Regions from separate parts of the Mus musculus genome. Here region 2 is linked to region 1. The links are chromatin contacts, called in public HiChIP or PLAC-seq maps. All regions are on one chromosome and are shown on one strand. Each heading gives the region's core, a stretch centred on a gene start, on an enhancer-like site or on the middle of the called end of the contact. The rest is flanking DNA. Distances are from core to core; before and after follow the strand shown.

Evidence for each region. HiChIP or PLAC-seq counts read pairs in DNA pulled down with a chosen protein or histone mark.
Region 2: an H3K27ac HiChIP or PLAC-seq map of cardiomyocytes shows a contact between it and region 1, with 24 times the contacts expected there. The contact joins two enhancer-like sites. A contact is called at or near these places in 2 of 484 Hi-C or Micro-C datasets (both in liver) and 3 of 115 datasets of contacts at active chromatin or transcription factors (cardiomyocytes, differentiating embryonic stem cells and fibro-adipogenic progenitors).

The regions. Positions count from the first base shown.
Region 1 is chr13:101,913,953-101,917,400 of GRCm38.p6, forward strand. No RefSeq gene overlaps it. Among named protein-coding and RNA genes, the nearest start is that of Gm41044, 99 kb to the right of the region's middle. Within about 2 kb of position 1,824, at least 56 of the 459 cell types and tissues checked have an H3K27ac peak or open chromatin away from gene starts, as enhancers often do. A contact at or near this core is called in cardiomyocytes, where this site is marked.
Region 2 is chr13:102,594,085-102,597,532 of GRCm38.p6, forward strand. No RefSeq gene overlaps it. Among named protein-coding and RNA genes, the nearest start is that of Gm29927, 3.5 kb to the left of the region's middle. Within about 2 kb of position 1,752, at least 25 of the 459 cell types and tissues checked have an H3K27ac peak or open chromatin away from gene starts, as enhancers often do. A contact at or near this core is called in cardiomyocytes, where this site is marked.

The DNA of each region.
Region 1 (3,448 bases), core at 574-3,073:
GCCTAAGACCATCAGAAAACACAGATACTTACACTATGACTCATATCAGTAGCAAAATTACAGTTATGAAGTAGCAATGAAAGTAATTTTATGGCTGGGGGCAGGGGGGGGGGAGGTGTCCCACAACATGAAAGGGCCACAGGGTTAGGAATGGTGAGAACGACTGCTCTAGATGTGACGATTAGTGTTATTTGTCACCTTGACAGACTCTAGAGTCACCCAGGAGATAGGTCTTAAGGCATGTCTGTGAAGGACTGTCCTGATTCATGATGGTGGGCAGGACCAAGCCTTGACATGTTTAAAACAGAGAAATGAAGGAGAGCACCAACATGCTGGTGTCTGTTGCCCGTTCATTCTGTCTCCGAATATGACGTAACCAGCTCCTTTCAGTTCCTGCCACTGTGACTTTTCTGCCAGAGTGGACCTTAACCTGAACTCTGGACCAGAACAAGTCCATTCTCTCTTAAGTTGTCTTTATTTTACACAGCAACAGAAAAAGAAATTAGGACAATAAACCATGCAGATCTGAGAACCTATCTGTATACTAAACCCAGTATATAAGCCCTATTATGCCCTACGTGGCCAGTGTGATGGGAAGAGGACCCAGACCCCAGCTGAAGAGAACCAGACAAAAACAGTAGCTTTCCTTACCTTGATCTCTATAAAAATTTTGTTGCTTAGAAAAAAAATTAAATTCTCCTTGCTTAGAAGGAGAGTTCATATTTAGAAATACTGTGAACCAGAAAAAAAAAATGGTATCTTGAATCTTGGCGTTCCAAGTCTTGTTGGCTTGTGGCCAAGCTTCAGGATGCTTCTAAGAGCCATGTGGGGAATGCAAATCGGGATGTCTAACTCTCTTAAGGGCAGTCAGGAGGGCTGATGGTCTATGCTGCATGCTGTAAATCTACCACACAAAAAACCGCCCTCTTTGCACCAGCAGCAGCTCCAGACTTTGGCCTAAGCCCAGTTCCCTATTTCGTCCAAGTTGCTCTTAGCCTTAGTATTTAAGCCAAAGCTTTGTTCTATACACAGGCTGCTATTGATTGGGCCTTCTTATCTCTGTCTCCACAGATAAGGTATACATTAGCAAGACTATTCAGGGGTGGCCTTTTACAAAGGCAGAACGTCTCTTTGGTATCCAGGGTCAAGAAAGGCAGTGTTCAGGAGTGCTTGGTATCTTGAAGGTGTGTATAGAAGTGGTGTACAGAGGGGGTCCAGAAAGACACTCCCAGGCAACAAAGTTGTGAGGAAATGTGTTTTTTGTTCAGATCTGTGCCCCAGTTGGAAGTTGTATTCAGTAGATGTTTTATTTTAGGGCTGGTGTATGTGGTTGGTATGTGTGTGGTGTGTATGTGATGTGTGCATGTGTGTATGTGGTGTGTAATGTATAAAGTATGTATGGTATGTGTGTATGTGTGTGTATGGTGTAGTGTGTGTGTGTGTGTGTGTGTGTGTGTGTGTGGTGTGTGTATAGTGTGTTGTGTGTGGTATGTGGAGTGTGTGTCTGTATGTCTCTGTGTGTGCATATATATGTATATGTGTGGTATGTACAGTGTGTGTGTGGAGTATGTGTGTGTGTTTACATACACAACAACCTCTTTAGGGATTGGAAGTCTGCCTTGTACTCATTTTAACTTCTGGAGGCCAATGTGAGAAGTCTATGCTGGAAGCCTGTTAGCTTATTGTTTCCCTCCTTGCAAGGCGAGGCTGCAACGTGACTTTAGCCACGCATACCCAGCTAGAAGAGAGTGAGACAAAGTGTGTGGGAATTGCCACAATCTGCTCCCAGTCCCTGGATTTCCCTTTCCTAATGCTCTGAGCAGTGCTTTGCTTAGACAAGTCAACACTCGCTCACCAGCCACTGCACTCTCTGGCTCAGGGTACCAACGCTACTTAGTTTGAAGAAAAAAAGGCTGAAAAAAGAAAGAAAAGAAAAGAAAGCTTTCCTGGAATCTCTCATGCGTGTGAGAAACAAAAAGAAAAGAACAGAAATGTCAGAGCCCATGCTCTCGTGGTGATAGGCTCTGGAAAAGGAGACTTTAGTTTTTCTTTTCTTTATCTGGTATCACATTTTCAATTCACACCCATTATTAAGTGCGAGAAACACAATCATAGATTAGTTGAAGAAAGGGAGGAGCTAACTTTGCTAACAGAACAAATGACCTAGGCTATTTCTAGTCATCTGGTCATCGCGCTCAAATATGTTATGCCTATAAATAGAAAACAGGCAAGGGGTAAAGAAAAAAGATCCCCAAAGGAAGGAAGAGAGATGAACGAATAGAAAGGCACATAGGTCATGTCTGTGGCCACCTTCCCAGTCAAACCTTTTATCAGCTCTTCTGGCTAGAGAAATGTCTGTTAAAGGTGTGTTTACACTCACAACGTTGTTTCATAATGGGAGTTAATGATTGTTAGAGCTCTTACTGAATTTGTGGAGCATGTTTCAGCTTATTCATCACAAGTTAGTCCAGGCATAGACTGACTTGCTGTAGATTGACCTAATGTGACCAGTTGCCACAGGCCACCATGACATCTGGCTGCCAGCAGGGACATGGTGATCTTTTGGTTCAGGAATAGGCTCCTCTCCCAGCTAGTGTGTCTTGGCTTAGGGGCCTGAATGTCCTAGCTGAAAACCAGCCACAGTGCTTCGGAGACTGGGAGTCCCATTTGGAGTTGATAACTCAGTGTTGGGCAGTAAGAGTAAGTCTAATTGCAAGTCTTCTGAAGAACAGGAAAGCACAATTCATTTTGCCCTTCATTAATACAGAGAATTTATTCCAAATTTCAAGAACTCAATTCCAACTTTCAGTGTAGAATATTTGGAAGGTTCCTCCTCCTCCTCCTCTTCCTCCTCTTCCTCCTCCTCCTCCTCCTCCTCTTCCTCCTCCTCCTCTTCCTCCTCCTCCTCCTCCTCCTCTTCCTCTTCTTCTTCTTCTTCTTCTTCTTCTTCTTCTTCTTCTTCTTCTTCTTCTTCTTCTTCTTCTTCTTCTTCTTCTTCTTCTTCTTTCTCATGGTTTTCACAGAGAGGGCACTGCTCTAAAAGCATAAGAAGCGGAGGCCTGGGAGACCTGCGTCCTGCCCTGCACACTCACTTCCTGTTGTTGGAGGCTCATGCACCTGTGGGGAGGCTCCGGGCCTCCCCATAGATGCCATAAAATTATATACAAGCACTGTGCGTACACCCACGTTTCCAGGAGAGAATGAATCAGGTGTGTTAAATAGGGTGTCTAAGGATTTTCCTAAGAAAATGTCCAACAACTTGGGGAACAGCTATCATTTATTGATGTTGGAAACAAGAACTAACATTTATTGGTGTTCTGGGACTTTTGCTAGGCACTTGATAGCTCACTCATTAAACCAGGCCGGCACGGCTTAACATTCATGAAGGGAGCCGGCCTACCAGCCTGGCCTTGTTTATTTATCTTCCCAGCTGAGAATCTTTTGCTTA
Region 2 (3,448 bases), core at 502-3,001, 680 kb after region 1:
ACCGGAACCAGCATACACAGCATCTTCTGGGGTCCCTAAGGAGATGCATGTTAAGTTCCAGAGTCTGAGTTGGCGCTCAAGACCCAACTGAATCCAGAAAGCTAAAAGAAAATTATTCTTCCTCGCCATGTCAGAACAGCTCCATGCCCAGAAGTCTCTGATGTCATAAGAGTGTTCTTATACTTACACTTATGTTGTACCTGGACCATAGCCAGACAAGCAGCAGAACTGGTATGGTAGGAACTCATCCAGAAATGGAGGGGACAACCTGTGTGCTTCCTCTGCGTGCTTTCTTTGTTTCCCAGAACCACTTACCCTGCCCCGGGTGTGTGTGTGCATGTGAGAGCAGCACATACTATACCAATGCAGACATGCCCATCAAATGCATTGGCCAAAGCCAATCAGATTTCTTCCTCTACTTTTACCCACCTTATTTCCTGAGACAGGGCCTTTCCATAAATCAAAAGCTCACCAGTTTGGGCCAAGCTGGCTGGTCAGAGAACTCTCAGGATCTGTCTGTCTCCACCCCAGTGCTAAAGGGACAGGCATGCACAGTCATGCACAGCTTTTTTGTGTGCTTACTGGAGATTCAGACTCAGGTCCACCCTGTTTTCATAGAAAGCCATCTTACATACAAGCCACCTCCACAGGCTCCTGGCCTAGCTTCTCAAAGTCCCTTCCAAGCTGCCTGTGACACCTCCAATGAGTGTTTAAAAAATCTGCTTTCACTCATGCAGTTGTCTGCCCTTGTTTACAACCAGGCCTACTCCTTTCCCCTCCCCAACTTTGCCTGTGACTATCCTAGGATGGGGGCGACCACCTGCTTCTGTCCTTTCTCCTTCTAGATTGTTTACATACTTATCTGGGGACCTTTCCTTTTAATTTTAAGAGTTTGGTTTTTTTTTTACAATGGGAACAGGAAACGATTAAAACTGTTACATTCATATTCCCAGAAACATTTGTCATAATAACTGAAAGGCAGGAGCAACTCAGTGTCCATGAAATAGATGAATGGATAAATGATATGTGGCGCCTAATCCAATGGGGTTCTGCTTACCAGTGCTCAGTTCTGACACATGCTACAGGTTGTTGGGAACCATGTTGTGCTCAAAGTTAAGTAAGCCAATCACAAAAGGACAACTATTACATGACTTCACTTCCTGAGATACCCAGAAGGGTCAAAATCCAACCAACAAAGGATGGCTTCTTGGAAAGAGGAAATGAGAGGAGAGTTACTGGTTAGTAAGTACAGAGTCTAAGTTAGGAAGAGAGAAAGATCCAGAAACAGATGGCTGGATGGTAACGATGGTAGCACAATAATGTATATGTACTTTACCTAACTGGACTGATTGATTTCATGTTAAGTATAGATTACCACAACTTCAAAACATTTAAAATTTAATTTTGAACCAAAAGAAGAAGGAGGAGGAGGAGGAGCAGGAGGAGGAGGAGGAAGAAGAGCAGCTCCTGATTGAAGCCCATGTACTAAATGCAATAGAACTGAAACCCAAGGTTGGTTCTGACTTTGCAGATTGACCCCTCACCTACTCTATTGTACCTAAAATGCTCCCAAACTTCTAGTGGTTTGCAGAGGCCTGTGAGGCAGTGGCCTGACTCTGAGAGCCAGCGCATCCCCGGAGGCCCCACAAGATGTGATCTTTCCCACTTGTTTCTGCTGGGATGATAAGCACTCACCAAATGACACGCCGAGAAAGATTACATAAAAGCAATTTTCCACAGTGCTATTTCTAGACCTTGTATGAGTCATGTGTCACCTTCTGAAGCGATTGCATTGCTAATGAAGGCTCTCAATGCACAATACAGCAAGAACCCTGCAAAATCCTACTGGCAAGGGAAAGAAAGAAATTGGTGTTTCATTCTGGTGTCTTCATCCAGAAGGGTTAGAGGTAAACCAGATGGAAGAACCAGTCACTTATGCCAGGGCTACCTACCTCAGTGTGTGGAGAACACCCTCTGTCTCTCTGTCATACACAATGTTTCTAAGAGTTTACTGTGTCAGCTATAAGAAATACGATGATATATTTCTTTTTTTTTTCTTTTTCAGTGATGTATTTACTAAGGTAAGTCCAGCTCATGTGGTGTTTACAATGTGATTCTTGTGTATGAACAAAGACATTTAGAAAGGCCATTTTTATGGTACCTATAAATGCACTGTCCTAGTGTTGAAAAGATTCCAAAAGATCAGTTGGGCCCTAGTCCAAATCTTCTCATTGATGGCAGTTCACAGGACAGCCAGCTACCCAAGGACTTATGCAAATTAGCATATGCTGACCTTTCTACAGGCCTCCCATATAGAGCTAAGTAAGCATGCAGAGGAGATGACTCTGAAAAAATGATAAATTGTTACCCAAACAATAAGAACTCCAAATAGCGCCCTGTTTAAAAAGGAATAAAGAAACAGAAACATTCAGAGAATCAACCATTTGCCTGGGGTATCCCAGAGTGGCCCAGGGTAGCCCAGTGTAGCCCAGGTCTGGCTTCTGCTCATGTCCTGAAGATGTTGTCTCACCTACTCCTTTCTCACTCTTCACTCTGATCATTATTGTCATGGAGAGAACGTCCCTCCTGGAATCATGTCTGCCACCTATGTAAGCTATCCCTCATGCATTATCTTTACATGCAGTTCCTTGATTCTCAGAACAAGAGGCAACAGTAGACATTCAGTCAGGTCACTGAATGTGCCCAAGACCACATGCCTAATTAGTGACATGGCAAGTGGTAAATCTTTTTCTCTCTCATCATCCAGTGGCATGTAGGAATCAGACAGCATTTAATATTAATAAATAAATGGATTTTTATTTTCTATAGAACCAACCACTGTGGTTTTGGCTTAAAAGGTGGCCCAGGGGATATAAGTACAAACCATTCCTGGGATTAATGAGATCAGCATACAGGAGCAACAGGATCCAGGACTCTGAAGGAACATTTCTCTTCTTAGTACATACTATCCTTCTGATAACCTGTATGTCTTACATCGTCACACTTTGTGTAATTTGATATGACAGTCCTGACTGACTAGGTCTTGATCATACATTGGAAACATGGGTCTGTGTGTATGTACATGCATGTGTGTATGCACATGAGGATTGGGGAAGAAGAAATGGCGGCAGAGGCAAAAACATAAAGTTAGAAACAAGACATCACAAAGATCAAATGCAGTTGTCTTTGAAGTTCCTATGTTTCCAAGTTGTTCTGTGTTGAGGAGCATTGTGTTACAGAGGCAGGGAGAGATCCAGTAAGAAGAGCAAGTTCTCAGTCACTATTAGCAGCTCCAAAAACCCCACCTGTGTGCCCTCCCTCCCTCCTTCCCTCCCTCCCTCCAGGCTGCAATCACCTGCACAATGCTGTGCTGCTCCACCCACCTGTGAGTAGACGGTGCATAGAAAATCAGCTTACCATTGGATGAAACAGAAACAGGTGGCAATGG